2 separate regions of the Mus musculus genome follow, and region 1 is linked to region 2. Evidence: chromatin contacts called from public Hi-C data. All regions are on one chromosome and are shown on one strand. Each heading gives the region's core, a stretch centred on a gene start, on an enhancer-like site or on the middle of the called end of the contact. The rest is flanking DNA. Distances are from core to core; before and after follow the strand shown. Region 1 overlaps Pitx1 (paired-like homeodomain transcription factor 1). Region 2 overlaps Pcbd2 (pterin 4 alpha carbinolamine dehydratase/dimerization cofactor of hepatocyte nuclear factor 1 alpha (TCF1) 2).

Region 1 (6,047 bases), core at 2,755-5,254, 64 kb before region 2:
TTAGTTTAGGGGTGTGTTCACAGGAACGGTTTTGACTTCTTGATCTACATTTGCTCCGGTTCTGCCTCCCTGGCTCTGAGGGTTTGTGCACCTTTCTGTTTCTAGGGAGAGAGCTCTGAGCTTTTCTAGGGCTCCGTTTTGGTTTGTAGTTCCTTTGCGTTATGTTTGAATGCTATTGACTACTGTGTGCATCTTGAGTAGCTTTAAAGAGACAGAGAGGCCCGGGTCACTTAGACAGAATATGTCTGTCTAGGCTGCAAATGGAGGGTTTTCTAGACCTCAGAATCCGAGGCCGGTAAGGCTGGGATCCAAGCTAAGTTGCGGCTCTGACACAGCCCTGGCAAGAACAACATTCCAGGCGACTACATGGCTCTTACCCCACAGATATGCTAGCTTCAGCTGGAAAGTTTTGATGCCCGTTCAGGAAAGCTGAGGTGTCCGCTCAGATTTAGACCTTCAAGAGTCTCAGCAGGGCCGCAGCCAGCGAGCTGCAGAAGCAGGCCCTGCCTAGCTGGGAACCCAGGCCCAGATGTGGCTCCCGGGCTCTTTGCTGTGGCACGCCAGATCTAGGGGTGCTTACTGAGAACCGGCACCCGGCCCTTCCTTTCCAGCGGGGAAACAGTTCCCAGGGCCCCTGGATGGAGGGAGGGAAGCCACCGCTGACGGCAGGCGCTTCGGTGGAGCCGGGACCGGGCGCGATAGTGTTAGCCCGAGGTGACTCGCGCCCATTCCTACCTGCTGCAGACAAGGAGCGCGGTGGGGAAGCCAAGGGGCCAGAGGATGGTGGCGCGGGCAGTGCTGGCTGCGGCGGCGGTGCAGAGGACCCAGCTAAGAAGAAGAAACAGCGGCGGCAACGCACTCACTTCACAAGCCAGCAGTTGCAAGAGCTGGAGGCCACGTTCCAAAGGAACCGCTACCCCGACATGAGCATGAGAGAGGAGATCGCGGTGTGGACCAACCTCACTGAACCGCGAGTGCGGGTGAGCGTGGGGCGCGTGCAGAGGGCTACCGGCTGGCACTCAGTAGCTTAGACTTACAACTCTGACCTCGCGGACCTTGCTTCGTAGGAGACCCCACTTTAGGCCCCAGCCAGCCACCCACGTCAGCCAGGTCCCTGGGCTACTGCTTTCTTAGCCCTTTTACCTGTCCCACAGGAGCTACTGCAAGCCCCTGTCGGAAGACCCTGTCCCTGCCCTGAACTCTGTCAGAATTACTCAGAGCCGGAGATTGGGCAGAGGATTCTCTGCCGCTAAGGACCTCGGGAGCTTTAAGCCTTCATCCCCTGGAAAACGAAAGGGAAAGACAGGTCGTGCCTGGCTGCCTCAGAGAGGCCTGAAAGGTGCTTGAGTTGGGGTATCTCAAACTTCTTGGAACTGTGATCTCATTCTGAATTTCCCTTCTCCAAACTGTTTTTGGAATATTCTCCATCTTTTCTGGCCAGTCAGCCAGGTACTAGCTGGACCTTTGCCTAATGCCCTTTCCCACTGTAGGTCTGGGGTCATGTGGAGCGGGACGCTGATAGTGAGTGGCCCTTCCACTACACTTTACAGATGTAAGGTCCCAGACCCAAGGCCACACTGTATTCTGGCACCTTCCACAGTTCCCAGCAAATGCTACCCGCTCCTTCAGGAGAAGTAAGGAAATCATTTCTTCCCTGGGTGGGCAAATATTTAATCAGACACTGGGAGCACTTCTCAAGCCAGACCAAAGTCCCACCTGCCTCGTGGAGCCCCTGCCATAAGCCCAACCTTCAGCCCTCCCCAGTGAGGCTGGTCCGACCCAGTGGGAGCCTGGATGCAGCAGACCTTCACCCTGTAATTCGGAGCTCACTAATCCTGCCCAGGTTTATGGGAGTGGGGATGGTGTGGGGTTGGGTAGATAGAATCAGGGCCTGGGAAAGGCTGGGGTACAGGGATCCTGGCCTGGAGAATGAGCTAGGAGGTCGGGGGCCAATGTTGGGAAGATAGGGGAAGTCGGGGAAGACGTGGTCAGGGAGAGAAAAGTGGTCCTTACCAAAGTTTTTAGGAGAAAACAGAGGTGGAGATTAGAGGGAAACTAATAAACTTACAGAAATTAAATATTTGCAGAGAAACATATTTGGATTATATTTAGGCAGCAGGAAAGAAATTAAATATTTAAGGGAAGCAAAGAGGTTAGGCATTTAGAAAAAGAAAGGATCGACTATTTAAGGGAAACAGTGAGGGTCAGATATCTGTAAAGAAGGGATAAACTAAATATTTAGAAAAGAATAAAATGGGGACAAGAAATAAAGAAAAAAACCAGACTGGAGTTTAGATAGTCAAGAAGTGGACAAAAATTTACATTTTGGGAGGAGAAAAATTATTAAATGTAATAAATGCCGATGAAAACAAAATAGTTGAACAACGAAACTCGTCTGAAAAATCGGAGATGGTCAGTTTTGAGGAAGAAAAATACTTTTTGTGTTTGAAGGAGACGAAAAAGATTGAACTACTAAGAGGGTGGTGGTACCCCATTTGGAGAGAGATGGCAGAAAGAAGACAGGTTGGGAGGGAGAAAAGAAAACGAATATTTGTTCAAACAAAAGAGAATCCGAGTCAGAAAAAGAAAATAAATTTAACTTGGGGAAGAGGATAAAAAAAAGCAGGGGGGGGTGTGGGGGAAGAGGAGAGGGCTCGTATTTTCTGGAGACGCGAAGGGAACCATTACAGAAAATCTCGGCAGAGGCCGAAGAAAATACGGGGTGTTAGGAGAGGAGGCTGCAGAGTTGGGGGTGAGGACCCTTCCTGGCCACCGCGGCCCTGACGTTTCTCCCGCTGGCTTCTCCAGGTCTGGTTCAAGAACCGGCGAGCCAAATGGCGCAAGCGGGAGCGGAACCAGCAGTTGGACCTGTGCAAGGGCGGCTATGTGCCGCAGTTCAGCGGCCTGGTGCAGCCCTACGAGGACGTGTACGCTGCCGGCTACTCCTACAACAACTGGGCGGCCAAGAGCCTGGCCCCGGCGCCGCTGTCTACCAAGAGCTTTACCTTCTTCAACTCCATGAGCCCGCTCTCCTCTCAATCCATGTTCTCGGCCCCCAGCTCCATCTCTTCCATGACCATGCCGTCCAGCATGGGCCCGGGCGCCGTGCCCGGCATGCCCAACTCGGGCCTCAACAACATCAACAACCTCACCGGCTCCTCGCTCAACTCGGCCATGTCGCCGGGCGCCTGCCCCTACGGCACCCCAGCCTCGCCCTACAGCGTCTACCGGGACACGTGCAACTCGAGCCTTGCCAGCCTGCGGCTCAAGTCCAAGCAGCACTCGTCGTTTGGCTATGGCGGTCTGCAGGGTCCGGCGTCGGGGCTCAACGCTTGCCAGTACAACAGCTGACCGCCCCGCCTGGTCCCCGGGGCCGCCGGCCAGCAAGGCTCACAGAAGGGAGCGCGCGGGAGCACGCGGGGCGCTCGCAGCTCCTCGGACCTCACCTCTGCGCAGCCCCTTCCTCCCCACCCCGCCTCCAGGTTGGTTTTGTGTTTGCTTTTTCCAGACCCCCGCTCTGTCCCCCAATGAATGAAAAGAAAAGAAAGCAAGCCAAGGGAGGGGGTCGGGTGGGGAAGAAAGAAAAAAAAAGAAAAAAAAAAAAGACGTCGGAGAAAAATGCTGGAGGTGGGGGTAAGTTGCAATGTCCCTGGCGATGGCGCAGATGGTGCGTTCAAACCCGGGATCCCAGCTGTCCACTACACCAATGGGACATGGCGGGGAGAAGCCAGTGTTCGGAGAAGATGCCGCGCGTCCCCGCCGGAGCGCCTCAACCCGTGAACTGAATGTAGGGAACCTGGAGGCCCTGGGATCGTTCACCCGGTCAAGAACCGAGGCGCCCTCTCCTAGCCCGACCCGTCCGAGTGCACGCGGGCGCGGATCACTGCTGGAGTTTACGCCTGGCTGAGGATGGCTGCGTCGCCGAGGATCTGGCGTTTGCGCTGGATTAGCCTAAGGTCCCGGGATGCCAGGAAGAGCCCAGCAGCACTGAGCTCTGGAGCCGCACACTTGAGGCCACTGAGCCGCAGCTGGCCGAGGCCAGCCAGCAGCAGGAGGAGAAGGGCTCAGCTCTGAGTTCCCCAGCCCCAAGCTTAGCCGCTAGCCCGGCCCTCTGCTCCACTCTGGGTCCAGGAGGTGGCCCAGCGAACAGCCCCCTTCTCCACTGTCCGCCTGCCCGTGCAAGAGTCGAGCCAGGAGAGCGAGGGGCCACAGCCCCAGGGCCCCCGCCCACTTTGCACACCCGCTCTCCGGCCCGCGCCCGTTTACAGCGTCCCTGTGTATGTCGGACTGACTGTATAGAATTATAAATCTGTCTATATCAACTTGTCCATGTACGTCTATTAAAACCATAGTCGGAGCGTGCTAAGCACCACTGAGCCCTAGCTGCTTCATTCAACTGAAGAGGGAGGCCGACGTCGAACTGAGAACTGAGCCTCCCTGACTTGGAGGGCGGTGGGGGGGGCGGTGGGGGGGAGACGGGGCAAGGGTTCCCCACCCCTATTTCTGACCAGCTCCTTCCCTCAGCCTCTCAGTGAGGAGACACCTCTCCCCCTCTAGACACCCAACTCCAACTCCCACAAGCTTTGCCGGCTTGATCCTCAGATTCCCAGGGTAAGTGAGAACACTTACTGACCTAGATCATAGGGGCACACTCTCTGAGCACCATTTAGGGCTGGGGCTATCTGTTCTCCCATGGCCCCATCCCCTCATGCCCTTAGAGTCCAGCTCTGGGCACCAGATGCTCCACAGTCTAGCCGGACTGGCCTCTGCCTGTTCTCCTAGTGCCCCAATTACTTCCTAGCTTCCACCTAGGGGCATGCGACTCTAAGAGAAAGTGTCCACCCAGGCTCACTTCTCACTTCTCCTCTATCTCAACTTATGGAGGCTGCTGGCCGCCTCTGCCCCCCACCCCTGGCTTTTGGAAACTACTGAACAAGACCAGCCTGTAAACTGCCTGTAAAATTCTGCTTCCCTTAAGTAAGTCACTTCTAATGGCAAAACAAAATGTTTGCAGCTGCTGCGGGGGAGGGAGGAGGGGCTCCCGCTCCACTTCAGTATCACCTTGTGGTGGAGATTGGCACTGCCCTGGAGCTGGACTCAGGCAAGCCCTGGCTGGGATGGGCACAGCCACAGGATTAGTCACGAAGGAAGAGCGATCTCAAACCAGGTCATCACCGACCTGGCTCTGTTCTGCAGATGGAACCCAGGCCCTGGGAGTCTCTAACCCAGCCAAGGTCACACTAAGCAAATAGGCCTTGAGATTCCAAAGCCAGACATCTTTCCACCAGTCTTCTCTCGCTCAGATGAACCGATGGAGAGGCCCTCCTTGGAGGTCAGGTCAGCCCGAAGATATGGAACTTGCAGTATAGCCAAGGCCAGATACACAGGCTGGGGGAGAATGGAAGGGGAGGGAAGTTTGGGGTAAGGGGCTGCAGCCTGGCCACCCCTCCCCCAGCAGCAACTGTCCCCAGCTCCCTCTCTGGAAACATAAACAAAATCACATCTGGATTCACAGAGTGCCTCCCCCAGCCCCACACATTTGCCATGGCCTGTGGGTTCTGGTCTCACTTGAGGCCAGGAGGCAAGGGAGACATAGGAGACTGGGGCTGTAACAAAGTGGGAAGCAAGCAGAGAGAAACCCAAAAGCCAAGCCCAGGTGAGAGGGAGCTACCACACAGGGTGGAGAATCCGTGTGCCTGTGGAACCAAGACCAGACAGCAGCAGATGGTAGAGGATAGACGTTGTCCTATGATGACCCTTTTGTCCATCCTGAGCCCTGGCCACAGAGCTGACTGGGGTGGGCAAGCACACATGGCTGCTCTGACACAAAGCATGCTGCCCCTCCCTCCTGCAGTAAACTCCTGGGGGCTAGGGAAGACTGTCTGAAAGTCATAGTCTCCAAAAAAATAAAAATAAATAAGCTGCTTGTTGGGCCAGAGGGACATGTGGAGGGGACAGTCAACACTGACTCTGATTTTCTTGGTGCTAGGGAGTGGGCAGGAGAGAAGTCCTGGCCCTACTCTTACAAACAAGTAAACACGTGTACA
Region 2 (5,372 bases), core at 965-3,464:
AACACCAATTACCAAGTACAGTACATACTTCCTGTGGGTGCGCATACAGTATACATTACAGTATATACATGATGTGGATGTATGTACATTATACATCATGTTCTGGTCTGTAGCCTCACACTTCACATCACGGATTATCTGGTAGCACAAACATGTCTGCAGAACACTCACAGATCGACAGATATTCTTTCTTTTACTTTGTTTTAAACCAAGAATCCAATTCCCTCAGGATTTTTAAAGTAGTTTCTACCACATTTGCCAATATTTTCTGTAAGGAAAAATACATCAATCAAGTATCGGGCATCCTGATAACTTCACAGAGGAGCACCAGAGACCGATGATGGCAACTCATTGCTGGAAGGAAAACGGCCACCAGAACCAAGTTCCCGGCGGCAGTGCCAAGCAGACAGCAACCAGGAAAGAGGCGGTCTCAGAAGGGGTAGGCATGTGTGTATGTGTGTGTGCGCGCGCGTGTGCATGTGCATGTGTGGAGGAGCACGCCACAGCGCTGACCATGGGATGGCACTTCCACCTGCCTTCAGACACTGACCTGAAGCAAGCCACCGTGTAGTCAGAATTTGTCACCACCTGTTAAGGTGAAGCTGAAGGAGAATTGAAGTCCCGCCCTTGTGGAGTGGAAGAAGGAACATGGAGTTTTGTGTGTGTGTGTTTCAAACAGCATTACTAAGCAAGTCAAGAGAAAGGGCTCCCGGCCACAGGGAGTAAGAAAGCTTAGCACTCGCTTTATTTTTGGTATCGAAGACTTGGCATTCAGATGGGTAGTGCCACCGTCGTACCCTGAAAAGTTTGAATTCTGGGTATGTCTCCTCCCAGGGTCCCGAATAAACTTCATACCCCTACTAATCACTCTGAATCCTTAATGCCTGTGAGTCTCTTATTGTCACCGTGGGAAGGAAGAGTGCTCATAACGACAGGACTTCAGTGTGCAGACCATGTGCCACGTTCACGGGACCCCGTCATACACAAACTAATTTTTAAGCTAAAACATGTGTTCTTTGTGACCAAATAAACTTGGTAAAGTACGGCTGACAGCAGACCCACATCAAAAGTTCAGAGATGCAGTGTAGCTCAGAAGAGAGTGAAGAACGGAGGAAATACTCAGGGAATGTATTTTTAAGTCATTACTCGTCAATATCCATACATGAATTACTTTAACATCCGACTCTGAGTTAGCAGGGCTTCAGCGTGGAACTTACTTTCTATTAACCATGTATTTGGAGAAAGTGTTTTCCTGACTGTGTACAAACAACGTTTGCACGCCCTTGGGCCTGTCACATCTCTGGGCAGCTGAGGATACGGGCGGGCGGCAGGCAGAGCAGAGGCTAGCCCAGCAAGGAAGGAGCAGGCACGAGTGCCCTGCAGTGCGGACAGAGGCCGGAGGGAGTAGACTGCCGTCCATCCAAGTGCAAGGGAGAGATTCCTCCCTCTTGTTTCGAAAGCTTATTATTTCATATCTTATGCAAATCATATTTTACATATTAGGCAATAATATCTGAGAAATACCGGAGTCAAATTAAAGGCTTCAATAGTCCTGACTGAAAGCACTGTGATTTTCCTATAAAAAAAATTATTCCAATTTGTTGATCTTACATAGGATGAAACATACTGTAACAATCTTCATAATTTATGTCCTGTTGGGACACAATGATTTAAAGTAACATAATACAGAACCGCATCACAGCTAATCTAAACCACCTGACTAGATAAACACCAGCTCTCCTCTTCTCTTCAGCAAAGGCATTTCTGTTTATTGTCATAGCGTTTCCTCCTTCTAGAGCACGAAGAACAAATGCAGCAAACCCGCCTTTCGGTGGGAGGCCGAGCCGGCCCTTCCCTTGTTCAGGGTTTGCGAGCGCACAGGTACCGTGCAATGTCAAGGGCTTACAAGACAGAAAACAATACAAGAATTCCACCCTCAAAATCATTTACAGTGAAGCAAAGGCGGATTCAACCAGCACAATGTGGACCAGGTGTAGTGGTAGGAACCACAGCCTCTCAGCTGGCTTTGGGTTTTAATGTCAGCAAAGAAAGTAATTCTTTTTTTTTTTTTTAAATTATGATGAGACTTACTATGAGCCAAATTTTTACAAATGCCTCAATCATGCCTCTTGTAATGCTTACAGGGGACGCATGATTTGATTAACCAGATGCCCAAGCTAACCACTGTCTTCTGCAGTGAAGAATCCTGGTAGAAGACAGACAAACAGTTGGGCACGGCCTGGCCGTGTTCCTGTCTGGTTCACAGCTACAGTTGAGTCGCACACTTCAAATTCCAGGCTTTCTCGGAGGCCTGCTTCCCTTCACCCTCCAAACACAGGAGAGCCCACGGGCACCAGGTTTCTGGGAGGAGGTGAGGAAAGGGTTTAGAGTTTCATGAGTGAAAGAAAAAGTGCGGGGGTTGCGCAGGCGCCGCCGCCGGGCAGATAACGAGTCACTGAGAATATCTGAAGTCAGAATGAAATGCTTGTCTGCCCGAATCTTTATAAACGTGGTTGGGGAAGAGGAAAACAGACAATAGTCCTAGGGTGGTTTCAAATGTTGCTTTCAAAGCTTTCCACGCTCCATTGGAAACAGCTCTGCCTCACAGGCCGTTCTGGTCGGCCCTGCCAAGGAAACGGTCTGATGCACTTTATTACAAGTTTATCAATGTGCTTACCCAGGCAAATACACATAATAACCTCTGCCCAAAAAGACCAGTGTGAAACAGCTCTGCCATAGAATCACTGGATCGATGAAACACAACGGAGTAAGACAGGACGTCGATGCCCTGCCTGCTTCCCCATCCCAGCTCCACTGTGGTCCACATGACATCACCACCCAGTCCTGCCTGGAGCTCACTTCCTTCCCCATCACCACAGATTGACTGTCACAGGTATCTGTGCAGGAATAGAGGATATAGGTGGTGGCATCTCTATTTTTCACAACCTACAACTTGCTGCTGTGGAAATTCAAAGGAAAAACACAATTTGGGAGTGCCTTATCGCAAGTAACAAACTTGTAAAAGTCTAAGGCAGTCTGCAGTTCTGGTGGCATTTCAAGTTAACACTTACCAACAGAGTGCACGGTAGGACGTGCCTGTAATTCTGTTTTCTGTTTTCTTGAGACAGGATTTCTTTGTGTAGCCCTGGCTGTCTTTGAATTCACTCTGTAGACCAGGCTGCCCTCAAACTCACAGAGATCCACCTGCCTCTGCATGTCAAGTGCTGGAACTGAGGCATGCATCACCAAGGCCCAACTACACCTGTAACACTCAAGAGGCTGAGGCAGATCCCAGCACTCAGGAGAAAGAGGCAGGTGGATCTCCGAATTCAAGGCCAACCTGGTCTACAGAATGAGTTCCAGGAAAGGCAGGGCTACACAGAAAAACCCCATCTCAAAAAAAAAAAAAAAAAAAAAAAAACCAGAGATGGGGAAGGCAAGGAGGGAGAGAGAAGAGAGGGGAAGGGGAAGGGGAGGGGGAGGGGAGGGGGAGGGGAGGGGAAGGGGAGGGGAGGGGAATGACTCAGTGATTAAAAGCAATTGTTACTCTTGCAGAGGAGTTGGGTTCAGTTCCTAGCATCTACGTGCCAGCTCACAACTGTCTTTAACCAAAAATCAGAAGAACTAGAAGAGGAGGAAGAAGAGGTGGAAGAGGAGAAAGAGGAGGGGGAGGAGGAGGAGGAAGAGGAGGAAGAAGAGGAGGAGCACCAGTAGCAGCTGAGGCTGAGGGGAGGACAGGGGGTAAATTTTGAGCTCAAAACCAAACTTGGCTACACGATTCTAAGTCACCTTATTTACACAGCAGAATTCTCTGTCACAACAACAACAAAAAAGCTATGACTTTCCATTACAAGTTGGTTTTCTGAGCCAAGAAAATGGCTCAGTCAGTAAAGTATTTGCCACATACATGTAAGAACCTGTGTTCAATCCCCACCACCGTGAGGCATCCCAGCACTGGGGAAGGAGGGACAGGGGGACCCCTAGTGCTTTTGAGCCAGCCAGTCTACCCAAACAGGCCAGCTCCAGGTCAGTGAGAGACCTGACAGAAAAACAAGGTGACTTCTGGCCTCCACATGCTTGCATGTGTGCACATGCATGTAAACACATATACATGGAGTGAGCTCCCACACACACTTGCTACTTGCTTCTGTGATGTTTTCACTGCATGTGCACCTGCACATATGTTTAGAACCAGTTCAAAACCAGCTAGCGTTGCTCTGACAGTGACAAGGGCTGACGTCACCACTTTGTGTTCATTCTGTGCATCCAATACCCAAGCAGACCCTTTTCCGATCAAGTAGCCCCTGCATCCTCTGGACAGACCTGCTTCTTCCTGGCTGTGGATTCTAACTCGTGCACTCTAGGGCCATCAATCACTCTGACCCCTGCCTGATTCTCCTTGTTCAGTTCTTTTTTTTTTTTTTTTTTTTTTTTTTTTTTTAAGATTTATTTATTATATGTAAGTACACTGTAGCTGTCTTCAGACACTCCAGAAGAGGACGTCAGATCTTGTTACAGATGGTTGTGAGCCACCATGTGGTTGCTGGGATTTGAACTTCAGACCTTCGAAAGAGCAGTCGGGTGCTCTTACCCACTGAGCCATCTCACCAGCCCCCTTGTTCAGTTCTTGTAAAGAAGAAAAAGTCTGGTCTAGGACTGGGGGTCTGCTGGTGGCAAAGAAAGCCCTTGCCTAGCAAGCACATTGCCCTGGGTTTGAGTCTCAGCACTGCTGTGTGTGTGTGTGTGTGTGTGTGTGTGTGTGTATGTGTGTGCAGCACCAATATGTGTATATGTGAGTGTGGTTCATTTGTATTTGTGTATGTGTGTGTAGCGCCTGTGTGTGTTTATAGCATCAGTATATGTGTTTAGTACCACTGTTTATGTATGTGTGTGTGGTATATGTATGTGTGTGTACATGTGTGTATATGTGTGTATAGCACCTGTGTTTGCAGCACCTGTGTGTGTTTACAGCAGCTGTGTGTGTGTGTAGCATTACTGTGTGTGTATGTGGTATGTGTGTGTATGCGTGTGTATAATGTGGAGGGGTGAATGTATGAGTGTGTCCACACGCTCTCTGCCCGTGCCTTACTATTACAGCCTCCACTTACCTGTGGAGTGTACCTAAGTACACACCTTCCTCATGGTCTATGAAGCAGCATGGCTCTCTTTCCCTTACGTAGAAGCTGCACAATCTCACACACAGTGGGGAACTGTTTTAGAAACTATCCCATGCATACGGTTCCCTCAGGTACAGGGCAAAAGGTGCACAGCAAATACATCTCAAACGCATCGTATTTTAAAATTTGTTTTTCCTTTTTTTTTTTTTTTTTTTGCTTTTTTTGTTTTTTTGTTTTTGTTTTTGTTTTTGTTTT

Evidence for each region. Hi-C and Micro-C count contacts between places; a contact is called where the count stands out from the background.
Region 1: a contact with region 2 is called in a Hi-C map of cranial neural crest, with 2.4 times the contacts expected there. The contact joins two enhancer-like sites. A contact is called at or near these places in 3 of 39 promoter capture datasets (the 3T3-L1 cell line, embryonic stem cells and stem cell-derived epiblast-like cells), 7 of 484 Hi-C or Micro-C datasets (cranial neural crest, embryonic fibroblasts, embryonic limb bud and 2 more) and 3 of 115 datasets of contacts at active chromatin or transcription factors (craniofacial prominence, embryonic limb bud and embryonic stem cells).

What each region holds. Positions count from the first base shown.
Region 1 is chr13:55,823,373-55,829,419 of GRCm38.p6, reverse strand. Pitx1 (paired-like homeodomain transcription factor 1) reads left to right here. Exons shown (of 3, transcript NM_011097.2): 2 at 745-980; 3 at 2,809-4,366. The coding sequence ends at 3,351. It also overlaps a transcript of Catsper3 not described here. Among named protein-coding and RNA genes, the nearest start is that of Pitx1, 5.0 kb to the left of the region's middle. Within about 2 kb of position 4,004, at least 21 of the 459 cell types and tissues checked have an H3K27ac peak or open chromatin away from gene starts, as enhancers often do.
Region 2 is chr13:55,758,058-55,763,429 of GRCm38.p6, reverse strand. All of the region lies in intron 2 of Pcbd2 (pterin 4 alpha carbinolamine dehydratase/dimerization cofactor of hepatocyte nuclear factor 1 alpha (TCF1) 2), which reads right to left. Among named protein-coding and RNA genes, the nearest start is that of 4930451E10Rik, 24 kb to the left of the region's middle. Within about 2 kb of position 2,214, at least 7 of the 459 cell types and tissues checked have an H3K27ac peak or open chromatin away from gene starts, as enhancers often do.